Regions from separate parts of the Macaca mulatta genome. Here region 1 is linked to region 2. A link is a contact called in public Hi-C data. All regions are on one chromosome and are shown on one strand. The core of a region is the stretch at or near the end of the contact, and the rest is flanking DNA. Distances in the headings are between cores, read along the strand shown. Region 1 holds the start of G6PC3 (glucose-6-phosphatase catalytic subunit 3). Region 2 holds the start of TMEM101 (transmembrane protein 101).

Region 1 (6,031 bases), core at 2,681-5,180, 65 kb after region 2:
CTTAACCTGAACAAAGTTCAAAAGTACTTCCTTGCCCTCCAAGAAACATAAACTTCCTGGTGTTGGAGGTATTGATACAATCATTGTAATAGGAATAAAAATTCTGCTCCTTCATAGTGTGCTTTTTCAGAGAACTTTTTTTGTTTTATTGTGTTTTGTTTTTGAGACAGAACCTCGCTCTGTCACGCAGACTGGAGTGCAGTGACGCTGTCTCGGCTCGCTGCAACCTGCACCTCCCAGGTTGAAGCGATTCTCCTGCCTCAGCTTCCTGAGTAGCTGGGTTTACAGGCGCAAGCCACCATGCCTGGCTAATTTTTGTACTTTTAGTAGAGATGGGGTTTCACCATGTTGGCCGGGCTGGTCTCAAATTCCTGGGCTCAAGCAATCATCCTGCTTCGGCTGGCCTCTCAAAGTGCTGGGATTACAGGCATAAGCCATTATGGCCAGCCTCAGAATTTTCATGCCTCTCATCTTTGCCCTGTCCTCCATAACAAATCATACATAATCGCCATTCCAGTTTTCCACTTTTTATATGGAATCATGATTATAGGTTTTCATAAAAGACTTCTAGGAGCCATTAGGAAAGGCCTTCTTGGAGGAAGTGAAAAATACCTACTGAGACCTGAAGGATTAGCAAGGAAAAAGAGTGGCCATGTTCCAGGCAGAGGGAACTGCATGGGCCAGGACCCCTAGGATGAGAGAACTTAGTGTTTTCAAGGAATGTATAGCTCAGAAATATTACAAAGCAGAGTGTGGGAATAGGCTGGTGAAGGTTGAGGCTAGATCCAGAGCAAACTTTCAAAGACTCAGTAAACAATGTAGGCTTTCTCCTTGGGCAATTAAAAAACTTCCTGGTGGTGTCTGGGCACGGTGGCTCACACCTCCAATCCCAGCACTTTGGGAGACCAAGGCGGGCAGATCACGAGGACCATTCTGGCTAACATGGTGAAACCCAGTCTCTACTAAAAATACTAAAGATTAGCCAGGTGTGGTGGCGGGCGCCTGTAGTCCCAGCTACTCAGGAGGCTGAGGCAAGAGAATGGCGTGAACCCGGGAGGCGGAGCTTGCAGTGGCTGAGATCGGCGCCACTGCACTCCAGCCTGGGAGACAGAGCGATACTCCGTCTCAAAAAACAAAAACAAAAAAAAAACAACTTCCTGGTGTTGGAGGTATTGGTACAATCATTGTAACAGGAATAAAAATTCTGTTCACTACGAAGGCAATAAACTAAGATTTATATCCAGCTTCCCTCCCTTACCCTTTTTTTTTTTTTTTTTTTTTTTGACAGGGAGTTTTGCTCTTGTTGCCCAGGCTAGAATGCAATGGCAAAATCTCGGCTCGCCACAACCTCCACCTCCGGGCTCAAGCGATTCACTTCCCTCAGCCTCCTGAGTAGCCGGGATTACAGGCATGTGCTACCACATCCAGCTAATTTTGTGTTTTTAGTGGCGACAGGGTTTCTCCATGTTGGTCAGGCTGGTCTCCAACTCCCCACCTCAGGTGATCCACCCGCCCTGCCTGGCCTCCCAAAGTGCTGGGATTACAGGTGTGAGCCACCTCACCCAGCATCTTTTTTTTTTTTTTTTTTTTTTTTTGAGACGGAGTCTTCCTCTGTCGCCCAGGGTGGAGTGCAGTAGTGCAGGCTCGGGTCACTGCAACCTCCGCCTCCCTGGTTCAAGCGATTCTCATGCCTCAGCCTCCCGAGTAGCTGGGACTACAGGCACCTGCCATCACGCCCGGCTAATTTTTTGTTTTGTTTTTTGAGACGGAGTCTTGCTCTGTTGCTGAAGCTGATGTGCAATGGCTCAATCTCAGCTCACTGCAACCTCTGCCTCCCGGGTTCAAGCGATTCTCCTGCCTCAGCCTCCCGAGTAGCTGGGATTACAGGCACTTGCCACCATGCCCAGCTAATTTTTTGTATCTTTAGTAGAGACGAGGTTTCACCATGTTGACCAGGCTGGTCTGGAACTCCTGAACCTGTAATCTGCCTGCCTTGGCCTCCCAAAGTGGTGGGATTATAGGCGTGAGCCACTGTGCCCGGCTTAATTTTTGTATTTTTAGTAGAGGCGGGGTTTCACCATGTTGACCCACCTGGTCTGGAACGCCTGACCTCAAGTGATCTGCCTGCCTCCGCCTCCCAAAGTGTTGGGATTACAGGTGCGAGCCACCGCACCTGGCCCCCTACACTTTTCTAATTAGTGAAATTAATCTCTTTCGGAGAACACAGATTTACATTATCATTTTAATCTACCTATTAGAAAACTTTTAAAGAACTGGGCGCTGTGGCTCACGCCTGTAATCCCAACACTTTGGGAGGCTGAGGTGGTTGGATCACCTAAGGTTAGGGGTTTGAGGCCAGCCTGGCCAACATGGTGAAACCCCATCTTTACTAAAAATACAAAAATTAGCCAGACGTGGTGGCGCATGCCTGTAATCCCAGCTACTGTAGGGCAGAGGCAGGAGAATTGCTTGAATTTGGGAGGCGGAGGTTGCAGTGAGCCGAGATTTTGCCAATGCACTGCAGCCTGGGCAACAAAGTGAGACTCCGTCTCAAAAAAAAAAAAAAAAAAAAAAATTAGCCGGGCGTGGTAGCGCGGGCCTGTAATCCAGCATAGAAGACAAGAACGAAGATCCCTCTCAAAAAGAAAAAAAAAAAACTTTCCTTTTTTTTGTTTTTTTTTTTTTGAGATGGAGTCTCGCCCTGTCCCTGTCGCCCAGGCTAGAGTGCAGTGGTGCCATCTTGGCTCACCGAAACCGCCGCCTCCCGGGTTCAAGCGATTCTCCTGCTTCAGCCTCCCTAGTAGCTAGGACTACAGGTGCATGCCACCACGCCCAGATAATTTTTGTATTTTTAGTAGAGATGGGGTTTCACTATGTTGGCCAGGCTGGTCTGGAACTCCTGACCTCGTGATCTGACCGCCTCGGCTTCCCAAAGTGCTGGGATTACAGTTGTGAGCCACCGCGCCTGGCAAAAAACAAAAAACAAAACCAAAAAAAAAAAACTTTTCAAGAACAAAGTTGATCGAGGTAGGAAGAAACTAAGGAGACACTGTTCAACAGTCTTCTAGGCAGGACCTCGCCTAGAGTAGCTGAGATTTCTATTTTCTATGTGTGTTCTTCCAGATGACTGTTTCAAACTCTGTCGCGGGTGTGTGCCAATCCTCTTCCCATACCAACACTGTTACTATCTCTTGGTTTCATCTGCCTAAGCAGGGTTTTGGATGGCAGGAAGATGGGGGTGGGGGAAGCAAGGGAAGAACTGGGAGGAAGTGTGACTTTGCACTATATGTGAGAATTCGCCTTTTTAGGGAAGACCCCTCAAAATCAAGAGACTTATCTGTCAGCCTCCAAATTAATAGCGGGCGATTTAGAAAGGAAGAGTCTTGAGGTAGGCGAGTATGGGGTGAACTGATTAGGTGTGTATCCAAATTTAGGATCCCGCTTCAGCTCCCAGGAGGAGGGACTGTCTGCAGCCTTTTCTCCAGAGGATCTCAGATTTTTTTTTTTTTTTTTTTTTGCTTTTTTTTTTTTTTGGTGGGTATTGGTACTGGAGAAGAGGGGTCCGGTCGGGAAAGAATCCTGGCCCTGGAGATTACATATCTGCCTTCGCATCAGCAGAGCAGGGACGCTAGGAGCGCGGGCAGCCCGCCGGCTAGTCCGTCCCCTGACCCGGAACCGCACCGGTGCCGCCGCTAGCCGGCTGCCCACGTGCCGGCAACAGCGGCCACGTGGGGCCCTGAGGAAACGCCTTTATAAAGGTTTGTCCCCTACGCTGCCCAGTAGGAAGGAAAACTGGAGGAGAGCGCAGGAGGAAACAGTACCGGCTGGAGGCCGGTCTTGCAGGAGCCGGGGACTGCCGGGGGCGGGTCCGGGGGCGGGGCTTGGTGATGACCGCTGGCGGGGCGGGGCCTCGGACTCAGAGGGGTGGGCTTTAGAGAGCCGCGGGCCGACGCTGCTTCGGTGTCTGGACATTTTGGCTTCCGTCCTGGAGCAAGCCCTGGCCTCGTCGGTAGCTGGGCCGCCATGGAGTCCACGCTGGGCGCGGGCATCGTGATAGCCGAGGCGCTACAGAACCAGCTAGCCTGGCTGGAGAACGTGTGGCTCTGGGTCACCTTTCTGGGCGATCCCAAGATCCTCTTTCTGTTCTACTTCCCCGCGGCCTACTACGCGTCCCGCCGTGTGGGCATCGCGGTGCTCTGGATCAGCCTCATCACCGAGTGGCTCAACCTCATCTTCAAGTGGTGAGACAGAGAAGCCCTCCGGCATCCTGGTCCCCACCCCTGAGGGCCCTGAGTCATGTGTAAGCCCTGGTCTCTCTCAGCAACTGTCTCAAGGGCCTTCCCACCCCCTACTCTGTAGTCTCTGATTTTTTTTCCCTTTGAGCATCTTTGTGCCGCTTGGACTCAAACCTCAGAGTCTACCCATCCTTCTCATTAGACCAGTGTTCTTCAAACTGGTCTGATCAAAAAATCACCTAAGAGGCGTGCCTAAAATGTAAATATCCCGTCCTCATCTCACACTTTCTGATTTAGAAACTCCAAGGGTTGGGAATTTATTTTTGTTTGTTTGTTTTTTGGGAATTCATATTTTAACAGATATCTATGGTGATTTAAGTAGTGGAGAGCCCTACCTCTCAACTCACTTTTTCATTCATCTATTCACTCATTTGCTATAATTTTTAAGAAGCATGCTTTGTGCTGGGCATCACAGCTGCTACGGACAGACAGCTTGCAGGTTAAGGTGTGGTCCCTGGACCATGCCCAACGGCACAGGCAGCACCTGAAAACTGACTAGAAATGCAGACTCTCAGTCCCAGGGCCAGAATGACAGAATCAAAATCTGCATTTTAACAAGGTTCCCAGGTGATTCCCTGTGCGTGTGCAGTAAAGTCTGGGCTAAAGCACTGCTTTCCAGGGAACACTTTCCCTTCCTTCTCTTTCATTCACTAGTAGACTCTTCACACTGAGACTTAGAAGCCAGGGATCCCAGGAACGTGGGTGGAGGCCCTGTGACCCTTGGGGCTGGGCATGCAGCCACACCTCCCTTCACCTCAACCTCTGTTGCCAGATCCTCAGCCTGGGGGAAGAAAGGGAGGCTCATAGGAGGTATTTCAATGGGCTCGAATGACTTGCTGAAAAACAACATAGAGTTCCCCTCCCTTCCACTCTTTTCCACAAGAGCCTCATCCTTATGTAAAGGGAACCACAGTGGTCTATTCACTTCTTTCTTGCCTAATTGCCCTTTGCTTTGTGCTCTCTCCTCCCTCAAAGTCTGTATAAGCCTCCCCCTCTAGTTCTTGTCCCCCAAAGATCACAATCTCCCTCAGACACTATTAATGTCCCCCAAGTGGCAAAGTCCCTATTCATTTTCTTTTTCTTTTTTTTTTTTTGAGACGGAGTCCCGCTCTGTTGCCCAGGCTGGAGTGCAGTGGCCGGATCTCAGCTCACTGCAAGCTCCGCCTCCCGGGTTTACACCATTCTCCTGCCTCAGCCTCCCGAGTAGCTGGGACTACAGGCGCCTGCCACCTCGCCCGGCTAGTTTTTTGTAATTTTTAGTAGAGACGGGGTTTCACCATGTTAGCCAGGATGGTCTCGATCTCCTGACCTCGTGATCCGCCTGTCTCGGCCTCCCAAAGTGCTGGGATTACAGGCTTGAGCCACCACGCCCGGCCTCTTTTTCTTTTTTTCTTTTTTTTTTTTTTTTTTTTTTTTTTTTTTTTTTTTTTTTTTTTTTTTTTTTGAGACGGAGTCTCACGCTGTTGCCCAGGCTGGAGTGCAGTGGCGCGATCTCGGCTCACTGCAAGCTCCGCCTCCCGGGTTCCCGCCATTCTCCTGCCTCAGCCTCCCGAGTAGCTGGGACTACAGGTGCCCGCCACCGCGCCCGGCTAATTTTTTGTATTTTTTTTAGTAGAGACGGGGTTTCACTGTGGTCTCGATCTCCTGACCTTGTGATCCGCCCGCCTCGGCCTCCCAAAGTGCTGGGATTACAGGCTTGAGCCACCGCGCCCGGCCTCTTTTTCTTTTTTTCAAGA
Region 2 (6,543 bases), core at 1,054-3,553:
GAGCCATGAGAGAATCACACCATCTTGTTCTCCTGGCTCTCAGGGTTGGAATTTAATGGCCAGTCTACCTCATGGCAACACTGTTGGAGGAAGGGCTTCTCAACAGGCATTTGGAGGGCCCTGAGGCCTAGAAGCTGGCCGGGACAATTCTCAGGGAGCCAGGCCGTCAGGAACTGCATACAAGGCCTCGTTCTGTGTCTACCTTCTGGGGTTCTGCCATGCCTGGACTCACAGTTCACTCCTAGCCAGGCACCTCCAACCAACAGTCCCCAACATACCACACAGATGAGGTAGATACCCAGGAACACCTGGCCGGTGGACTGCAGGGAGCGGCTGCGAGGTTTCCGACGGTACAGCTCCCCAGCACCGCTGGCCAACACAAGAAAGCCGCCGATGATGGCAACTGTGCGCGAGTACATACGGACCTAGGCCGGGGCAAGGGGACTCCAGTCAAGAACTGCAGCAGCCACATCTCTCCTGGCTTCCCAGAGTGTAGAACCACCCATCTCTACACATCCCATTCCATCTGATGAACCCTCTTACATTTCCAAGCTTGGTGGGCAGATGCAACAGACAGATCATTCTTTTTATATATATATAGAAGTAGAAACTGAGGCCCAGAGGGTCAAGAAAACTGTCAGGTGTGGCCGGGCGTGGTGGCTCCCGCCTGTAATCCCAGCACTTTGGGAGGCCGAGGCAGGTGGATCACCCTAAGGTCAGGAGTTTGAGACCAGCCTGGCCAACATGAGGAAACCCTGTCTTTACTAAAAATACAAAAATTAGTTGGGTGTGGTGAAGGGCGCCTGTAGTCCCAGCTACTTGGAAGACTGAGGCAGGAGAATCGCTTGAACCTGCGAGGCAGAGGTTGCAGTGAGCCAAAATCGCGCCACTGCACTCCAGCCTGGGCTACGGAGCGAGACTCCATCTCAAAAAACAACAACAAAAAAGAAAACTGGCAGGTCCTACCTGCCAGTAAGTGGCAGAACCCAAACACAATGTGTTTCTCCCTTCCTCACTCTCAGATCTGTAGACTCTAATCTTGGTGTTCTTTATTCTACGTGGCATGGGATCTATCCCACAAAAACATTGATCTTGCTGCCCTGTAGCTGTTCACACATCTGCCTCCCCTAAGGGTCTGACAGTCTCTTCCTCAAAGTGCCTTTGTCCAACCTTATTTCCAAGTCTGCAGGGCCTGGCACAGGTTCTGGCTTAAATGCTATACTAAGAGTAATTACATTTTCATAAAATTATTTTCTGAAAACTAGGTACTCTCCAAGGTCCTTTGTACCCCATGAGTCTGAAATTACTAAACAGTTTAAAAGATTCTGGGAACCAGGTGACTGGGGTTCTGGTCCCACCGGTATCCTAATTGTGGTGTGGCTTTGGGAAAGTCTGGTTCCCATCTCTGGACCTCAGTTTCCACACTTTGAAGAGGAAGTTTGTGTGGTCTCTTAGATCCATTTCTGCGCTCTGTAATCTCCATAAGCCTAGGGGTTCGAACCTCCCAGGCTTCACACTGTGCACCTGGCCAGCACCATTCATCTCCCACCAACAGCCCTGGGCATTGGCCTCTGATTCCCCGTCACCCAGAGGGACGCCCCTTTTGGGGTCGAGGCGCTCACCTTCAGCCATTCCCCGTAGTGGACGTAGCCCCCGATGTAGGCGGCGTAGGTGCTAATGGCCAATTGGAGTGCGGCCCCCAGCGCGAACCAGCGCCGCTTCACGCCAAAAGACATGAAACTAGCGCACAGCACGGCCGCCCCCATGTCGAAATACAGGTAAGGCACTGGGATGTCGGGCTTCCTGCGACCGGGAGTGGGGAAGCAACGAGGACAGAATGAAGGGGTGGGGGAAGAAATTTGAGACCCCTTGAGTTCCCACAGGCTCCACTGCTCCCCCAAACCAGACTCCCCTCCCAAGGACAGGACTGCCCTACCAGATTTGGCCCGACACGCAGACCAGAACCCCTCCCAGGGAGGTCCCAGTTCGTCCCAGTTCCTCCCAATCCAAGGGTCCGGACTTCTAGCCCCCAATTTCTTTCCCACATCACTGCCCCCTGCCGCGTTTAGCGGCTGCGTAGGCCTGCTCACCGGCGTGCCTCAGCCCTCTCAGCGTAGAGCATGAGCTGGCTGAAGCAGCCCCAAAAGGGGCAGCGTGTGAGCAGCACCGAACCCAACTGCATGATCAGCTGCAACATCCACCGTCTCGAACCTATCTTCGACGCCATCTTGGGAAAGGGCAGTCCGCTGCGGCCTCACCCCAGTCAGAGAGGCCAGCGCGGGGATGGGACACGCAGCTTCCGGGTTAAGCGCTTTTTCTTTTTTTTTCCTCCCGGAAACAACGATATCGCTCTGTAGTTCCGGACCTAAGGTGATCTAGTTGCGAAGTCCAACATTTTCGTCTGCTCATGGAGCCTTCAGGGCCCATCTTTGTCCCTGCAAAATTGAAAACTAGGAACAGAAAGCAGAAGTCTTGGACCGTAGTTTGATGTATTAAAGCAAACTGGTCTTTGACTGCAGCCCGATCAGGGCACTAACCCTAATTCCAACCCGGTGTGATTTTGGGCACATCACCTAAACTTTATGAGACGCATCATGAAATGGGGATAATGACACCTACCTCAGAGTTGAACTTCTTTCTTTGTTTTGTTTTGTTTTTGAGACGGAGTCTCTGTCGCCTAGGCTGGAGTGCAATGGTGCGATCCCGGCTCACTGTAATCTCCGCATCCCGGGTTCAAGCGATTCTCCTGCCTCAGCCTCCCGAGTAGCTGGAACTACTCGGCGCGTGCCACCACGCCCCGGCCAATTTTTTGTAGTTTTAGTAGAGATGGAGTTTCACCGTGTTAGCCAGGATGGTCTCAATTTCCTGACCTCGTGATCCGCCCCCCTCGGGGGCGGGGATTACAAAGTGCTGGGATTACAGGCGTGAGCCAGTGCGCTGGCCCAGAGTTGTGAACTTTAAATGTGACAAGGTCGGTCCTAGTACATGGTAGCGGTTCAATAAATGGTACACATAACGCACCAGAGGAAATCCCCGTTTCTGTTAAGTGCAAAGTAGGGTGTCCTCCTGGCTCAAAGTCACCTCTTTGGGTTTTGCCTTTTGCCTGTCGCCTGAGAGAAAAGGGAGATCTGAACATCTGGGACATCTCAAGTCAGTCCATTTCTCCAGCTGCCATGCTCCCACTGTAGCCCAAATTGTCATATTTTGTCAGTTTAATTGCAGTGGACATCCAGGTGGTCTCTGCATTCCCCTTCAGTGTGTTCTCAGCCCCTTCTCCCACCCCCCACCCGTTTATATGTTCTCATAACATCAGCTACCTTCCTTTGAATCACTTGGCACGGTGACAATTATACATATATATATACGCTTTTTTCCATTTTTGCGACAGGGTCTCACTCTGTCACCCAGGCTGGAGTGCAGTGGTGCGATCTTGGCTCACTACAGCCTACACCTCTCAGGTTCAAGTGATTCTCCTGCCTCAGCCTCCCAAGTAGCTGGGATTACTGGCACCCGCAACCACACCTGACTAATTTTTATTTTTAGTGGAGACAGGGTTTCACCATGTTGACCAGGCTGGTCTCGAACTCCTAACCTCAAGCGATCCATCCGCCTCATCCTCCCAAAGTGCTGGGGTTATAGGCGTGAGCCACTGCACCCAGCCAATGTATTTGTGATTCTTTTATTGACAATATTCCCCCACTAGATTGTGAGCTCCATAAGGACAAACACAGTGCCTGGGTTTCTGTTTACTATTTACAGATGCTCCTTGACTTGTGATAGAGTTATATCCTGATAAACCCATCATAGGTTGAAAATACTGTAAGTTGAAAATGTGTGGCTGACTGGAAGCTGTGGCTCGCTGACACTGCCCAGCATTGCAAGAGAAATACAGTTTCCACTGAATGCAGATCTGCTTTCGCACCAATGTAAAGTTGAAAACTCCAATGCTGGGAACCATCTGTACAACCTCAGGGTCTAGTATACAGGATGCCCTCAGGAAATATGTGTTGTACAGATAGATGAAAAGGTGTTGGAATGGGCACGGTGGTTCACGCCTGTGATCCCAGCACTTTAAGAGGCCGAGGCAGGTGGATCACAAGGTCAGGAGTTCAAGACCAGCCTGGCCAAGATAGTGAAACCCTGTCTCTACTAAAAATACAAAAATTAGCCAGACGTGATGGCTGTAATCCCAGCTACTACGGGCGCCTGTAGTCCCAGCTACTCAGGAGGCTGAGGCAGGAGAATGGTGTGAATCCGGGCGGCAGAGCTTGCAGTGAGCTGAGATAGCGCCACTGCACTCCAGCCTGGGAAATAGATCGAAACTCTGTCTCAAAAAAAAAAAATTGCCACCAGGTAGGGTGTGTTGGCTCACGCCTATTATCCCAGCACTTTGGGAGACCTAGGGTACGGTGGATCACCTGAGGTCACGAGTTCGAGACCAGCATGGCCAACATGGTGAAAACCCATCTCTACTAAAGATACAAAAAAATTAGGCCGGGCGCGGTGGCTTACGCCTATAATCCCAGCACTTTGGGAGGTGAGGATCATGAGGTCAGGAGATCGAGACCATCCTGGCTAACATGGTGAAACCCCATCTGTACTAAAAATACAAAAAAATTAGCCGGGCTTGGTGGCAGGTGCCTGTAGTCCCAGCTACTTGGGAGGCTGAGGCAGGTGAATAGGCAGGGAGGCGGAACTTGCAGTGAGCCAAGATCGTGCCACTGCCCTCCAGCCTGGGCAACAGAGCGAGACTCATCTTAAAAAAAAAAAAAAAAAAAAAGCCAGGTGCGGTGGCGCATGCCTGTAATCCCAGCTACTCAGGAGGCTGAGGCAGGAGAATCGCTTGAACCCAGGAGGCAGAGGTTGCAGTGAGCCGAGATTGTGCTACTGCATTCCAGCCTGGGCAACAAGGTGAGACTCTATCTCAAAAAAAAAAAAAAAGCTAGGCATGGTGGGAGGCACGTGTAATCCCAGCTACTTGGGAGGCTGAGAGGCAGGAGAATTGATTGAATCCAGGAGGCGGAGGTTGGAGTGAGCCAAATTCGCGCCATTCCACTCCATTCTGGGCAACAAGAGTGAAACTCTGTCTCAAAAAAAAAAAAAAAAATCCCCAACCAGCCAGGTGGACAATAAAACCTCTTTTCACATTTCATTTTAAATCAGTCACTAGGGTCTGGCATGGTGGCTCACACCTATAATCCCAGAACTTTGGGAGGCAGAGGCACGGGTGGATCACTTGAGGCCAGGAGTTCGAGACAAGCCTGGCCAACATGGGAAAACCCCATCTCTACTAAAAATTAGCTGGGCGTGGTGGCGGGAGCCTGTGATCCCAGCTATTCAGGAGGCTGAGAGGAGGATCGCTTGAGCCCGGGAGAAGGTGGTTGCAGTGAGTCGAGTTCGTACCACTGCACTCCAGCCTGGATGACAGAGCAAGACTCTGTCTCATAAATAAACACAGTCACTAGGATAAGGTCTGGGTAAATCAGAAAGACCATGAGAAGCCAAGCACGGTGGCTCTCATCTGTAATCCAGCTACTCAGGAGGCTGAGGCAAGAGGATTCCTCGAGGAATTTGAGGCTGCAGTGAGCTATGAGTGCACTATTGCACTCCACCCTGGGTGACAAAGCAAGACCCCATCTCTAAAAAGTAAAAGAACACGAGAGAGGAATACATAGATGCAAAGACCTAGGGAATGAGATTGTATACATGTATGTTGGAGGGTGAGGAGGTCTCTAGGCAAGGGGAATGAGAAAAAGTCTGAGTTAAAGGTAATTTTGTCTGTCTCTGCCCACCAGTGACAACCATACAAAACAAATTTCCTTTACCACAATACAGGCACATAGTACAAAATCAACTTTCTAATTGGTTTTATTCTTCCAGTCTCCTCACCTCTCCGTGTTTCAGATGGCCGAGGTGTACAGCCCTAAAGTGTTGAGGAGGACCAGTACAGGATGTGTACAACATGTCCATAAAATAGTCCTAGGAGTCTGCCTGGGTTGTCCCTATAGGCACAATGCCCCACCCTCCCATCATAACCTTAGCAAGCAGTTTCCAATCAAGTCTCCAGCAGCAGTGGCCAGGGATTTGTGTGAGGGGGAGGGGAAGATTGGATTGAGGAAGCTTGCCTTGTTACCCACTGCGCCCCTTCTCTGGGCTGAAGTCCCTCTCTACCTTTTCCTGCTCTTTCCTTTTTCCAGAGGGATACTGAGAAGGGAAGGACCTGGGGCCAAATCCTCATTTCTAGGGCTGGGACAGATGCTGGCATCCTATCAGGCCAGAAGAGGGGGATGGGTGGGTGGCCTGGCCCCTGAGAAATGAACACAGCCATTTGTTCCTGTGGTCCCCCCACCCTCAGTTACTCCTACCCCTGCCTGGTGTTCTGTGCGGGAGACACGTGGGGAGAAGAAAAGGCACACATACAATACCTTTAAGGGTAAAGAAGCTTTATCCCACATAAATGTCAATGCAGATATAGTAAGCAAATGATATAATAAGCAAGTTGCAGTGGGAAGGGGAGAAGGGAAAACAGATATATATATAGTT

Evidence for each region. Hi-C and Micro-C count contacts between places; a contact is called where the count stands out from the background.
Region 1: a Hi-C map of blood shows a contact between it and region 2, with 5 times the contacts expected there. The contact joins the promoter of G6PC3 here to the promoter of TMEM101 in region 2. A contact is called at or near these places in 2 of 14 Hi-C or Micro-C datasets (blood and liver).

The regions. Positions count from the first base shown.
Region 1 is chr16:68,431,904-68,437,934 of T2T-MMU8v2.0, forward strand. It overlaps G6PC3 (glucose-6-phosphatase catalytic subunit 3), which reads left to right and starts at 3,931. Exons shown (of 6, transcript NM_001257733.1): 1 at 3,931-4,241. The coding sequence starts at 4,024.
Region 2 is chr16:68,368,237-68,374,779 of T2T-MMU8v2.0, forward strand. It overlaps TMEM101 (transmembrane protein 101), which reads right to left and starts at 2,304. Exons shown (of 4, transcript NM_001194622.2): 1 at 2,091-2,304; 2 at 1,623-1,803; 3 at 279-425. The coding sequence starts at 2,227.